Regions from separate parts of the Mus musculus genome. Here region 2 is linked to region 1. Evidence: chromatin contacts called from public Hi-C data. All regions are on one chromosome and are shown on one strand. Each heading gives the region's core, a stretch centred on a gene start, on an enhancer-like site or on the middle of the called end of the contact. The rest is flanking DNA. Distances are from core to core; before and after follow the strand shown. Region 1 holds the start of Hipk3 (homeodomain interacting protein kinase 3). Region 2 has its middle 24 kb from the start of Platr14.

Region 1 (3,445 bases), core at 403-2,902:
ATAGAAACGAAGACTGGTTTTCCAGCTAACTTTTCCAGCCCTGTGTACCAGAGAGATAACCAAAACAAAGTAGACCCGTAAAACCATGAGTTTCCCTGTAAACTGGGCCATAATCTGAAACCTAAGGGGGGCCGGGGAGGGGGGGGGGGGACCGGCTGCTGCTGCTGCTAATAGAAGCTCCTTATAAGCTGCGAACTGACAGGTGGAAAAACAAATTCGCCAGCAGCAGGCCAGCCAGAGGTTGTGAAAACACGGTTCAAGGACCGAACATGTTGTGACTACTCTGTAACAGGTCCAAGGTAATTTACGCACACACCCTTCAGCGCAATTCCTCCAGCACAGATAAGACTGGGAAACAACAGGCTTCCCCCAAGATCCACATACCATTTTACAACAGCCGTCTCCCCCCAGACAGGAAAACAGACATTCTGGTCCCGAGTCCTTTCCGCTGGTCTCCCCACAGCGCGAAGGGAAGAGGGCCGCCGCCGCCGTAACGAGAGAAGCCGGCAACAGCCCCGCCGCGCGGCCGCCACGCCTTCCTCCCGCCGCCGCTGGGGACGCGAAGCCTCGGATCACATTTCTCCTCCCCAACAATCACACGCACGCACGTCTCCAGAGTTGACACCCTCCAAACCCGCCGCCCCGCGACGCCGGTGACAGGGCCACCAAGCCTCCGCGGCGCAGCCACGGGGCTGGGCGCTCCGGCGGCGGCGTGCGTGCACGTTGGTCTTCGCTCCCATCAATGAAAGGAACGAGGTCTCCGTAGTGACGGCCTAGAGCCGCCGAGCCGAAACGGGGGGCCCCCGTGGGACCAAACAAAACTTCGGTTGCTGGGAAGAGCCGTTGCGCAACCTAGGCTTGGGGGAAGGCCCGGACAGCCCGGCGCGGCCAGGGCGGCTTCCCGGAGGCTGCGCCAAGCGCGCGCGGAAAGCACGCGCAGTCCCCGCGTACGGCCTCCTCGGGCCTGGCTTGGCGCCGGCCTTCGGGAACCGCCCGGGCCGGCCGCACTGGACAACCGGGCGGGAACGGAGAGCCGTCGCTCCGAGGGTTCCCCCGGCCCCCGAGGCCCCGCGACGGCGCCGAGCTACCCGCCCTTGCCTGGCTTCCTTACCTTCCTAGAGGCCCGCGCTCTCCCCGCTTCGGGCGGCCGCAGCCCTGAGCATGTCCGGGGTGGGTCGCGGGGGCCGTGCGGGGACCCGGAGCCAAGCGCTTCAGCAGGCGGCGCCACCCAGCCGGGGCTCAGCCCCTCTCGGCGGCCGCTGCCATCTTGTCCTGGCGGCTGAGAGGAAACGGCGAAACACCCTCCCCCGACCGCTGCTGCTGCTTCTCTGGCTGCCGATCGCCGGGCCCGTCTCCCTCATCTTCCTTCCCGGGGACCTGGGGTGGGGACCGCTCGACTGGGGAGAGGGGCAGTGACAAGCCGGCGGGCCACCGGGGCCTACGGGCAACAAGGGATGCAGGGCCCGCGGTGCTGAGGGCCCATTTCCCCGGAGTTGAGACGAGGACGAGGGCTGCTTGCGAGGCCGCGTCGCCCGGGGCCTGCGGCTCGGACTCCTCGGGGCGCCGCGCTGCCGGCAGTCGTCACCCGGGCAGCTGCGGCAGGCCGCCCCGATATCGGGCCCCTCCTCCGCGCGCCCGCCGGCCTCGGCCGCCGCCTCCGCAGCGCCACCGCCCGCTCGGCCGCTCTGAGCGCCGAGCCCGGGCGGCCCCGCTCGGGTAGGGCCGCGGCGCCTCCGCGAAGCCCCTCCCCAGGGTCCGCCTGCAGCCGCGCCCTTGACGCTCGCAGCCCGCCAGGCGGCCCGCGCGGATCCAACCCTGAGCTCTCACGCCATCCCCTCCAAGAGGAACGGCTTCCGTCAGCCCTCCTCTGCAGTTCTGAACCTGACTCCGGGCCCAAAAATACACATTTAAGGGACAATCCTAATACCCAAAGGGGTTCAGATGCGGAAGCAGGATTCCACAGGCCTTTCCAGGTTACCCCATCCTAATTCTCTTCCCACCCCTTTAGAATCTGTTTCTTGGCATCTTAGGAGTCTAAAAACGCAGAAAGAGAATGAATAATCTAAGCCTAAAATAGGTCCTTCTCGCTCCCCCATTCCAAAACAGCAGGAGACTTGTCACACCACGTCAAAGAATGAGGGACGGACTCTCTTGGAAGTTTTCCAAGTGCACCACCACAGTGGTTGAGAAGCTGCCCACCTCTACGTTGATAATTCTCCATCGAGTTAGTTCCACACCCAAGCTAGTTTCTTCGCTCCTGGAAACTAGGAAATCGACAGAATGGTCCATTTCCACCCACGTAACCATAGAACCATGGAATTTGAGATGAAAGAATCTTACTGATGCATAGTCCAAACTCTTATGCTAAGACAAGGGTTTAGACAAGTTTCGATGACGTGAGCAAGGTTAAAGAGCAAAGCTTTAGTCTCCACCCCTCTCCCCTCCATCTATCTCTCCAGAAAGCATCTATCTTCGAAGCAACCCATCATTCAGTAAACCTATTTTGCCACCTGTTTCGTCTGGGTTCTAAACTAATATTTAACGTTTCCGCAACGCAAGCACCTCTGTCTCTATAATGGAGATGTCCTTTGCTTTCTTCCTTTACTAGAAGGACTGAGCTTGCCGATGTTATTTCTCCACACATATTCTCCATTGCAGCAGCTGGGGCTAAAGGGAGGGTCAACTCGCTGGGTAGATACTAGTCCTTTACCTATTGCCTTTCAAACTAGGACTGTGTAGAATGTCTTTAAAGGGGGAAAGGGTATCCCCTCGAGGCCACTGATAATCCTTTTTCCAGTGACCAGTGTTTTCTTCAAGATAGGAGTACAGTGAAGACTAAAGTAGAAAAGCTAATGACTGATTTTTAGAAAAGGTGTATGCATGAGATGGCCACAGTGATGCAAGTCTCTATTGCCAGCGCCGGGTAGATGGACAGAACCGGAAGAGGCTCGAGATTACCCTCTACATCCAAAAGGAGGGCAATGTCGGAGCCATTCTTTATTCTTTAGCATTTACATTGGATTTCTTTTAAGGCAATAATCTGAAAACCAAACACAAATTATTGCTAAAAAAAAGAGAGAGAGAGAGAGAGATAGAAATCTACACTAATAGAGAACTCTCTCCATTAGAATTTACTTTTCACAAGCAAGCATATCTTTTGCAAGCATATCTCTAGCCTCCTAATGGAAGACTTTCCTCATTTTGCTACATTTATGAAGAGGCTGGAAGTGAGCTCCCCACCCCCCTTCTGCTGAGTAGTTCACTCCACCCCACCCCCTTCCTATGAATTCCAGGAAGGATTTCTGTCACCTTTCTTTTAACCCTTGCCTTGCCAGTGACTAAATATAGTACCTAACTTAAACCTTCCCAGTAAAGCTTGCTAGATAAATAGACCCCCTCCTTAGGGAACCTATTGTGTCCTAACCTAATCCACTTCGTCTCTTCC
Region 2 (3,445 bases), core at 700-3,199, 40 kb after region 1:
ATAAAATAACATTTCCAACTATCTCCTTGCTCCTACACTGCTTTCTTGCTGCCTTTTCAGAAATACCCACTGTGAGCAGCTTAGTGTGTGTCTTTATAGTTCATTCTGTCTAACATATATATATACACACATATATATATATGTGTGTGTGTGTGTGTGTGTGTGTGCACATATATGTATATATACATACATATATAAAAATATAATTTGGCTTTTCCTTTTTTCTTTTGTTTCTAAAAACCTCAAAACGTCTAAGAAATGTATAAATGTAGCACAAAGAGTTTTTCCTTCAGAAATCATTAAAGAGTAAAATGTTGGGGATAGAGAGGTGACTCGGGTGGGAGTTTGTTGTACAAACATAAGGACCTATGCTGGAATCCCCAACACCTAAGTAAAAAGCTGAGCATGGCCATGCTAACCTGTCACCCTAGCAATGTGAGGACTGGAGACACAGTGAGGATCACTGTGCCTGCTGATTGTCAGCACAGTTCCAGGCCAGTGAGAGATCTTGTCTCCAGAAAATAAAACAAAGAACAATCGAGCAGGATACCTGAGAGTCTCTGGCCTTCTCAAATTCAAGCATACATGTGAATAGCACACATACACACAGCACGCACATGCACACACACAGGCACATGCACACACATAGCAGTAAGATGCTAACACAATGCCCTATACCATATACTCCAATGCTTAAGTATATATTTCTGCAAGCAAGGACATTCCGTGTAGCCTTAAAACCATCAAATGAAGGCCCACAAGATGGCTCAGCAGGCAAAGAGGCTTGCCAGCAAGCTTGAGATCTGAGCTCAATCCTGGGGCCCAGAAGAGAGTGCAGACTTCCACAAGTTGTCCTCTGACCTCCACTTGCTTCCACACTCAACCAACAGACACATAAACAAACAAATAGATCAGATGTAATAAAAAATATTATTAAAAAATGAGGAGGTTATTGTTGATTCATTTTTAGATCCCATCAACTGTCTTGACAAAGAGCTTGACTGTCATATCCATTTCCACTGGATGTTTTTTCTTGTTGTCCTGCTCTGTGAAGTTTCCGACTCCCTACTTAGTGAACAGGAGTGCTCTCTTCATAGACTCCAGAACCTACCTTCCCAGAGCCCATTCTATGGTCTGTGAGACCCCTCAAGCCCACATAGGCATAGAAACCAAGTGTGAGTTGTGTGAAGGCACAGATCTACAATCCAACACTAGGGAAGTGGGAGCAGAAGAGTGTCAGCTACTATGTTTGCCTGGCATCAGAGTGGGAGGGTCTCAGCACAAGAAGACACCAAGGCTTGGGATCAGGGTCCGAGGAAGGCGCCGAAGATATCATGTTGAGCCTCAAAGGTAGCAAAAAGAAGCCCCTGAGATAGGCCAAGAAGGAGGCCAAAGAGACAGATGAGGAAGATAAGGCTTTCAAACAGAAACAAAACACTCTTAACTTAATGCTTAGAAAAGAGGAAATGCTCATGTGAATCACAGCGGCCATGATGATTTTAGCCATTCACCTCTAAGGGCACCCCAGCTCTCATTTTAACCTAGGACGGAATCATTTCTTCCAAACCCTTTAAACTCCCAAAACCAGAGATGAGCTTCCAGAACGCCTCCTTATTTTTAAATAACACAAACAGTAATAGTATAACAGTAAGTTTTAAAAGAAACCAAACCTCCACAATCTTGCTAAACATGGTTTGTATTTTCTCTTGTATCTCCCTTTTGTCTCCTCATTTTGAAAGTGCAAACTAAAATAGTTGAATCCTGAGGCATGTATACACGCGTCTCCCAGTCACCTCAAGTAACATTATCTTGGGAGCTATTTTCCAAGTTACCACATAGTTTGCCTAATTATAAATTTTAGTGGTTGCACAATAATCCATATTTACTTGTCCCTCTTGCTATTCTTGCTATTTATCTAGGCTGTTTTTAACACAGAACTGTTAAACTAAGGCCACAGTCTTGTGTGCTCACAATGTTTCTCTTAGAATGTGTTGCCAAGGTCCGGGATTGCTGGGTCAAAGGCTATAAACATTTTATAACTTTTAATATTTAATGCCAAATTGCAGAAAGGTTTGCAAGAGTTTATAGTGTTAAAGGTTGGATTTTTTCATAGGAAAAGAAAAAGAAGAGTAGGCCTGGAATAATGCTGTGTATTAGTCAAGATTCACAGAACTTATAGAATAAATCTATCTCTATCTCTATCTCTATCTCTACCTCTACCTCTACCTCTACCTCTACCTCTACCTCTACCTCTACCTCTACCTCTACCTCTACCTCTATCTCTATCTCTATCTCTATCTCTATCTCTATCTCTATCTCTATATATGGGGATTTATTGGAATGACTTAGAGGCTATAGTTCAGCTAATCCAACAATGGCTAGCTGTGGACAGAAAGTCTAAGAACAGTAGTTGCTCAGTCCACAAGGTGTCCACTAGATGTCTTGGCTGGTCTTCAGTATATGCTAGAATCCCAAAGAAGTAAGCTCTAATGCCAGTGAAGAAATGGATCTGCTAGCAAGGTGAGGACAAGCAGGCAGAGAGCAAAGGCCTCCTCCTTTTATGTCCTTATATTAACTTTCAGCAGAAGATATGGTCCAGAGTTAAGGTATGTCTTTCCACTTCAAGATCTGGATCAAAGATATGTTTCTTCCAGCCTTAAGATCCGGATCAAAGGTGTGTGTCTTCCTACCCAAAGGTCAAGATTAGAAGTAGATTCACCCATTTCAAACAAAGAAAAAAAATCTCTCAAATGTGTACCCTCCCTTTCTGGATTGTAGTTCATTCCAGATGCAGTAAAACTGACAGCCAAATGTAGCCATCCCATGGTGACCCACGCCTTCTTTAATCCCAGCACCTAGAGATGGAGACAGGAGAGTCAACAGTTGAAGATCATTCTTGGCTACACAGCAACTTCAGGTCAGGATGGGCTACAATGAGACCCTGTTTCAATCATCATGGCCCATCACCCACCAAAAAGAGCAAAGGGTCAAGTCAAAAATAGGACCTCTTAATGAAACTCTGCCCATAGAGGTTTCATGCAAAGCTACATAGCTCATTTTTCTACCCTACTTGGACTTCATGCTGGGCTTACATTTTAACCTAACCTAGAACATGTTTATTGCTAGGTATGGTGAACACTTTCATATAAACTTTTGTTACCTGTACTGAGAGTTGATTTTAAAATAGTTTTTCAGCCTGTCATGGTGGCATACACCCACAATCTCACTACTTGGGTGGCAATAGGGTCACAGGTCAGCCTAGTCTACATATTGAGTTCCAGGTTAGATAAAGCTGCAAAGTTGGACCTTGTCTTGAAAGGGGTTGGGGGTGGGTGCCACAAGGTTCCAGCTCAGCACACTTTCTTATCAACTCTGTCCCAGAGAGAGACCTGCGAAAGGGGAGCTGTGGCCTGATTTCAGGAAGGGGGGAGGCAGCTAAACAGTG

Evidence for each region. A called contact is a pair of places that touch in the nucleus more often than the background predicts.
Region 2: a Hi-C map of liver shows a contact between it and region 1, with 1.9 times the contacts expected there. The contact joins the enhancer-like site here to the promoter of Hipk3 in region 1. A contact is called at or near these places in 4 of 39 promoter capture datasets (3T3-L1-derived adipocytes, the C10 cell line, embryonic stem cells and 1 more), 5 of 484 Hi-C or Micro-C datasets (brown adipocytes, double positive thymocytes, liver and 1 more) and 10 of 115 datasets of contacts at active chromatin or transcription factors (the 230-238 cell line, CD8 T cells, the HPC-7 cell line and 5 more).

What each region holds. Positions count from the first base shown.
Region 1 is chr2:104,492,837-104,496,281 of GRCm38.p6, forward strand. Hipk3 (homeodomain interacting protein kinase 3) reads right to left here and starts at 1,653. Exons shown (of 16, transcript NM_010434.2): 1 at 1,112-1,653.
Region 2 is chr2:104,532,987-104,536,431 of GRCm38.p6, forward strand. No RefSeq gene overlaps it. Among named protein-coding and RNA genes, the nearest start is that of Platr14, 24 kb to the right of the region's middle. Within about 2 kb of position 1,950, at least 7 of the 459 cell types and tissues checked have an H3K27ac peak or open chromatin away from gene starts, as enhancers often do. A contact at or near this core is called in 3T3-L1-derived adipocytes and liver, where this site is marked.